2 separate regions of the Mus musculus genome follow, and region 1 is linked to region 2. Evidence: chromatin contacts called from public Hi-C data. All regions are on one chromosome and are shown on one strand. The core of a region is the stretch at or near the end of the contact, and the rest is flanking DNA. Distances in the headings are between cores, read along the strand shown. Region 1 has its middle 16 kb from the start of Ctsl. Region 2 holds the start of Prxl2c (peroxiredoxin like 2C).

Region 1 (3,583 bases), core at 294-2,793, 73 kb after region 2:
TTTTATGTTTGTGGATCAGCAGAATATGAGGAACTGTATTAAGGGTTGCAGCATTAGGAAGGTTGAGAACCACTGGTGCACAGGGGTGTATGACTTTAAATAATTATAACCCCTCTCCTAGCATCAGTTTCTCCATTTATAAAATATGAAAGGCACTGAGCCCGATGTTCTCCTGGGACCTTTGTCGGATTATACATGTGGTTGCTTCAGTAGGCTGTATTGAGATATAGCTTACATACAACATTCACCAATTTTGAGTACATGTTTCAATAAGTTTCCAATACTTAAAATACATACACACTTGTGTAACTATCACAATCATGTTAAGAAACTCCACTCCAAATATTCCCCTTCACCCCATTTCCTCTCCATCTCTCTAGCTTTGCTTTTGTTTCTGCTTCATATTAAATTTTAGTTTTATCAGGTGTGTGTGTGTGCGTGTGTGCATGTGTGCATGTGTGCCATCTGTGTGTAAGTGCTCAGGGTCCAGAAGAGGAAGTTGGATTTCTTTGAGCTGGAGTTACAGGAAGGTATGAACCGCCCAACATGGTTTCTGGGAACTGAACTGAGGTCTTCTTGAAGGGCAGCAAATGCTTCTAACTATTGGAACAGTCTTTGGGGTCCTTAGCTTAGCTTTTATTAGAATTTCATATAGGCAGGCAGAGTGACGCATGTCTGAAATCCCAGCACTTGGGAGGTAGAGGCAGGAGGATCATGAGTTCAAAAGGCACCTTGAGCTGTATATCAGGTTTAAGACTAGTACAGGTTATGTGAGACTACTTCAAAAAAAAAGAAATGAAGGAAGGAAGGAAAGAAGGAAAGAAGGAAGGAAGGACAGACATGATCAGTGTGTATCCTTGGCCATACTTTGATTTACACGATGCTTCTGAGACCCATGTGGTATCAGTAGTGTATTATTTCATATTATCTTCGGATTTCTGAAAAACCAAGGCTGTCTGGGCAATGGTGGTACACACCTTTAATCTCAGCATTCAGGAGGCAGAGGCAGGTGGATTTCTGTGAGTTCAAGGCCAGCCTGATCCACAAAGCAAGTTCCAGGACAACTGGGGCTACACAGTGAAACCCTGTTTTGAAAACTAAAAAACAAAAGAAACCAAGTCTGTTCCTGTTTTGTTTTGTTTTGTTTGTACATTTTCTATTGGGTCATTGATCTCATTTTAAATTTATGTTTTTAAGTAAGTTCATTTTTTAAAGTCAGTGAGTGATTTGAAAGTTACTTTTAGTTTTTCTAAAGCTTCTTGCCTATGCTTCTCCATCCGGTGGCTGGAGTATGGCCACGAGGTGCTATTTCTTCCTGTCAGAAAGCAAGTTGCTTAGGGGATCACCTATTGTGCTCTCCTGTTCTGAATCTCACCAGTGCCCACAGAAGTGAGGTCCTCAGAGCAGGGGTGGCAAGGATAGAACAAATGCTTCACCCCTGCTCCCTCCGTGTCTCTCATTCATGTGTGGTTTACTCAGCAGAGGTTATAGGCTCCAGCCCCTGTTGTTATCTCTATTCACCTGACACTGGGATCAGACACCCAACGTGGTCAGCAGACAGAAGAACTCTGACCTCATCATGCTGTGCTGCTTGAACTATGGACACTTGGTGGGGTGGGGGGCAGGGCAACTCCAGAGTGGCTACTTCCAATTCTTAGTGAGAAGAGCACCCTAGGGTAGGTCTGTGGAACAGGAAACCTGACACAGGCAGAGGTCTCTCCATTCTTATCCAGCACCAGGAGCTGCCTGAACCCTGGCCCCCATTTCTCTTCTTTCTCCTGCTGGTACTAGGAGGGGCTATGGTGACCCCTCTGTCACTGAGAGCCTTGCCCAGGTCTCCTGGGGGGAAAATCTAGCCTACTTGGTTAAGCTGTAACGGGTAATTGGTGTGGCATTCTCTTCTGGTGTTTTCCCACACAAACTGCTATATGCACCAGCCAGCCACAGTGCCCAGCCACCAAGCACACTGTGTCAGGCGAACATCCATCTTGTCTTCAGGACAGGCTAAAGACACGGGATCTGCTTTTAAACCGGTGTGTTCCTGTTTAAGTCCTCTAGGAAGCTTGAGTATGCTCCTCAGGAAGACATGGTAACAAGCTGATGTTTGTCTGCCTGCTTATTTTTGAGACAAGACCTCATGGACCCTAGGCTGGCCTCGAACTTGTTATATGGCCTGAGAATAGTCTCATACTTCTGATCCACCTCTCAAGTGCTGGGTTGACAAGCATATATCAGCATCCCTAGTTTATGCGGTTCTGAGTCTGGAGCTCAGGGTTCTGTGCATGCTAGGCAAGCCCTCTACTGACTGAACTATATCCGCAGCCCTATGGAGCAAATTAGTGTTGTCTTTTCTTTCCATGCTTTTTCAATCTAACACAAGGAAGAAATGAAGAGGGTGTAAAACAGTAAGGAGGAATTTGAAATTAGGGTAATTTGAAATTGGTGACAATGGAAGAAAATGGTTTTGGTTCAACTCCAGTGCTTACCAAAAGTGCTTGGACCAGGAACTACTGGCATGAGAAAACTGGGCTTCCAGATGCACCTCATTATGTCTGGGTTTTATGTAGATTCTCGGGACTCAAACTCAGGTTCTCATAATGTTATCGCCTCGCCCAGCCCTAGAATTTCCTCATGGTGTTTTCTAAGATTTCAATTTCTTAATCCAAGAAATCTCCCCTGGAATCTGGGCACTAAATCTCTTTAGATTTAGTGATCACTGATTTTATATTACCCTCAGTCAGAGAAATTATAAAAGGATTTTGGAGAGTTTAGTTATGTGGTTAACAAAGCCCTTTCCAAATCCCTTTGTAGTTTTTTTTTGTTTTGTTTTGTTTTGTTTTTATGAGACAGGGTTTCTCTGTGTAGTCCTGGCTGTCCTGGAACTCACTCTGTAGACCTCGCTGGCCTCGAACTCAGAGATCGGCCTGTCTCTGCCTCCCAAGTGCTGGGATTAAAGGTGTGCGCCACCACGCCTGGCCCCTTTGTAGTTTTTGTTTTGAGACAAGGTCTCATGTGGCTCAGGCTGTTCTCAAATTCAATAGGCTCAGGACTGGTGAGATGTCTTAGCAGCTAAAGGCTCTTGTGAGTTCAACCCCCAGAGTCCAAATAATGGAAGGAGAGAACTTATTACTAAACATTGTCCTCTGACTTCCACGTGCACACCATGGCATGTATGGAGCCATGCATAGACATAGGTAAACAAAATGTAATAATGAATTAACCCACATAAACAAAATGGTATAATATTTGGAAATTTAAAAATGAAACACTACATAGCCAAGGTAACTGTGAACTCCTAATCTCCCTGCCTCTTCCTCCTAAGCGATAGGATCATAGGCAGGAGCCACAATACCTGATTGTCTTTCTTTTTAAATTACTTTTATTTTATATGCATTGGTGTTTTGCTTGCATGTGTATCTGTGTGAGGGTGTTGGATCCCTTGGAACTGGAGTTACAGACAGTTGTCATGTGGGTGCTGGGATTGAACTCAGGTCCTCTTGAAAAGCAGTGTTCTTAATTGCTGAGCCATGTCTCAAGTCCCTCCTGGTTGCCTTTCTAAACCCTTAGAACCTGACTCTGGGGG
Region 2 (3,480 bases), core at 581-3,080:
TAGAGAACAAAACAGTGGCTACCACGGGCTGGGAGAAAGGGGGTGGAACACACTGAAACGTGCTCAAAGGGTACAATTTCAGGGAGACATGAGCAAGAGGGATCCTTTTAGAAATGTGCTGTCCAGCACAGTGACACAGTTACTAGTAATGTGCTACTCCAAAATCACCAAAAGCCATCTACTTTAAATGTTCTTTGTGAGGGCTGGAGAGATGGCTCAATGGTTAAGAACACTGACTGCTATTCCAGAGGTCCTGAGTTCAGTTCCCAGCAACCACATAGTGGCTCACAACCATCTGTAATGAGATAGGATGCCCTCTTCTGGTGTTTCTGAAGACAGTGACAGTGTACTCATATAAATAAAATAATCTTTATATGTTCTTTGTAAGCACATACACATCATGTTTATTGCTTCATTATTCACAATACAGAACCAGTGTGGGTATCTGCCAGCAGATGCATGTACAAAAAAAACCCAAACAACCCAACAACAACAACCCCCCACATCACATACACACATAAACGCACACATACACACACACTGGGAAATGTAATCAGTTATGAAGAATGAGGTAATGTTTATGAACTGCAGGAAATGAGTGGAAATGGACATTATGCCAAGTCAAACAAGCCACAGACAGACAAATATAGTATTGTTTTCTCTCACATGCAGAACTAGGCTTAAGTTTATATGCACATATTTATGTAGAGTAGAAAGGGTGTTGTGAGGATGAGGTCTAGATGCATGAGGGAATGAGAGGGTAAAGGAATATTAAGAAGACAAAGATGACCAGTGTGGCTCTGGAGGAGGGAAGCAGCAAGAAGGGGTGACCACATATAATAACAGAATAGGCATGTATGAAAATATCACGAGACCCATTTCTCTTTATGCTGAGTAACTTATGCCAACAATATTAAAAATGTTTACAACGCAAAGATGCTTCAGTGTATTATAAACAAAAGGAATAGAAGGGCAGGCAGAAGTTTTTAATTTTTTCCTCACTCATCCTGTAAATGTGTGCTGAAAATAGATCTTAGTTTTACAAATGCCCAGTGTCTTCAGTTACAAAGCTCTTCTGGCGACTGAAGAAAAACGCAAAGCTGCACTTTTAATATACGTTACATTTTCCTATAATGGATTACTATTTGGGTTGTAAACACAGTTGCTGTCTGTGTTTTGATTTTTTGCGTTCTTACGCAACATTTTGACACAGGCATTTTTACCAGGTAAAATTATGGTAGTCCGATCCCAAGAGGGCGCAAAAGAGCGCATTAGGACAGAAATAGACCCCCGTGGGTCTCAGCAGCCCCAGAGGATGAAGGAGGGGCCACCCACCCACAGCTCACCCCCACTGCATCGGCCGCTGTTGCTCACTCGGGAAACTTACTCGGAGGACGCTCTTGGGGATTTTGGCCAGATCTTCGACATATTCTTTACAGACGTAACACAAGAAATGCTGAAAGGCAACCATGCAGAAGAGCACGTCAACAAGGTAGCAGCCAGGTTCCAGAAGGTCCGGGCGGTCGGTTCCAGGCGAGGTGCTGCACCCGCCGCGGCCCAGGATCTGGGCGGCCAACGAGAGGCACTTCCCCTCCCGCCCTACCCGTGCTCACCCTCACAAACACCACCACGGCTCGCCGCTCTCGGAACAGCGCTCCGAACGTCACCCGTCTCCCAGACGCGTCCAGCACGGGCAGCTCCGCTACGGCGGCCGCTAGCGGCTGCCCGCGCTCTGTGACCGAGCCAGCCGGGCTCGGGACCCGGCCTGCGCAGCCGCTGACCTGCCGCGTCACCGGCGCGGCCATCGCGGAGGAGGGCGACCGCTCAGGTCAGCCACCGACCGCGGGGGGCGGGGTTAAGGGGGAGGGGCGGGGCTGAGACTGGAAAGGCGGGGTCACGAGGGTGAGGAGGGGACTGGAGGCGGGGCCACGCGGGGCCGACCCTTCGGAGGCGTGGCCACAAGGGACGCTACGGAGCTACAGAAGGAAAACACTCCAAACCGTTCTTCCAGTTTGAATACCAAGGGAGGGGACAGTGCTATGGGAGGTGCGGCTGAGGCACTCCCTCTTTCTACTGCCTACAACACTTTCCAATAAAAATCATATTCTTTACAGTCGTAACACAGGAAATGCTGAAGAAGGACTGGAAAGATAGATCAGGGGTTAACAGCCCTGGCTTATCTGGTAGAGAACCAGGGGGTTCAGTTTCCAGCATCCACATAGCAGCTCACAACTCTAGTCTCAGGGTATCTGATACTCTGGCACCCACAGTAGGCACTGTTCAGAGTGCCTACTGCTCTGAAAGAGGACCCAAGTTAGATTCTCAGTTCCCACATCAAATGTTCATAACTGCCTGTAACTCTTGACACTTTCTTGGGGATTCTGCAGGCATCTGCACTCACACAGAAAGAGTGACAGAGGAATGGAGAGAGAGAGACAGAGGAGGAGTGGGTGGGGAGGAAGAAATTAAAAATAACAGTTCATTAAAATTTTTAGATTAATAGCTGAGGCTGTGGTGGTGCACGCTTTAATTCCAGCACTTGGGAGGCAGAAGCAGGCAGATGGCTGAATTCGAAGCCAGCCTGGTCTACAAGACAGGTCTAGGACAGCCAGGACTACACAGAGAAACCCTGTCTCAAAAAAAAAAAAAATAACAAATAAAACTTAAATTACATTTTATTTATTTTGTGTGTGTGTGTGTTGTCTCTTTGTGGGTATATACAAGTTCCTCTTGTGTGTGGAAGTCGAAGGACTTTTGGAAGTTGGCTCTCTGCTTCCATCGTGTGGATCCCAAATATTGAACTCATGGCAAGTGCATTTATCTACAGTGCCATCTCCCAGGCCCAGCACCTGGCATTTGTAATCACCGCCTTACATTTCCCATTCTGTATTCCCTTTTCCCAGAGAAGCCACTTCAGCTGGTTGTGGGTCTTTACCCGATACAGTGACCAAACTCATTTCCATTGTCTTTAAACATTCTATGGGACAGCCTGTTTTCCAGACACTTCCTTAGTCCCCTGTTCTCCTCAGTAATCAGGACCAGTCATTGTAGGCAGAGCAGTAAGTCCCTTCTATGCCTGTTTCTTCAAAGGAGACCACAGAAACAAATAAAGCACGCACAAAGAGTGCATACAAGAAAGAATTCCTAACACAGTTAAGGCTTCTATCCTGTAGGTGGGTTCTATTTGAGTCAACCTTTGATCTCGGTAACAAATTTTGCATTTTTACTTCAGTCAGCTCTGTATTCCTCTGTCTAAGAATTTGTATTGTACTTACTGTATGTGCGCATGTGGGCACATTGTGACACTACCTGTGTAGAGATCAGAGGACAACTTGTGGGAGTCAGTTCTGTCCTTCCATCACGTGGGGCACAAGAGATTGCATCCAGGTTGTCAGGCTTGGCAGTAGGTAAGCAGAGCTATGTCCTGACCCAGTTTCTTTCTAATAAACAAAGCACTTTAACTGTAGAATGTAGGGATAA

What was found. Hi-C and Micro-C count contacts between places; a contact is called where the count stands out from the background.
Region 1: a Hi-C map of liver shows a contact between it and region 2, with 4 times the contacts expected there. The contact joins the enhancer-like site here to the promoter of Prxl2c in region 2. A contact is called at or near these places in 12 of 39 promoter capture datasets (3T3-L1-derived adipocytes, cranial neural crest, embryonic stem cells and 7 more), 1 of 15 datasets of contacts at CTCF or cohesin (CD8 T cells), 63 of 484 Hi-C or Micro-C datasets (B cells, CD4 T cells, CD8 T cells and 45 more), 15 of 115 datasets of contacts at active chromatin or transcription factors (CD8 T cells, bone marrow-derived macrophages, differentiating embryonic stem cells and 9 more) and 4 of 9 other capture datasets (adipose tissue, liver, macrophages and 1 more).

Annotation. Positions count from the first base shown.
Region 1 is chr13:64,384,653-64,388,235 of GRCm38.p6, forward strand. No RefSeq gene overlaps it. Among named protein-coding and RNA genes, the nearest start is that of Ctsl, 16 kb to the left of the region's middle. Within about 2 kb of position 1,544, at least 11 of the 459 cell types and tissues checked have an H3K27ac peak or open chromatin away from gene starts, as enhancers often do. A contact at or near this core is called in liver, where this site is marked.
Region 2 is chr13:64,310,880-64,314,359 of GRCm38.p6, forward strand. Prxl2c (peroxiredoxin like 2C) reads right to left here and starts at 1,831. Exons shown (of 6, transcript NM_025370.3): 1 at 1,614-1,831; 2 at 1,388-1,456. The coding sequence starts at 1,805.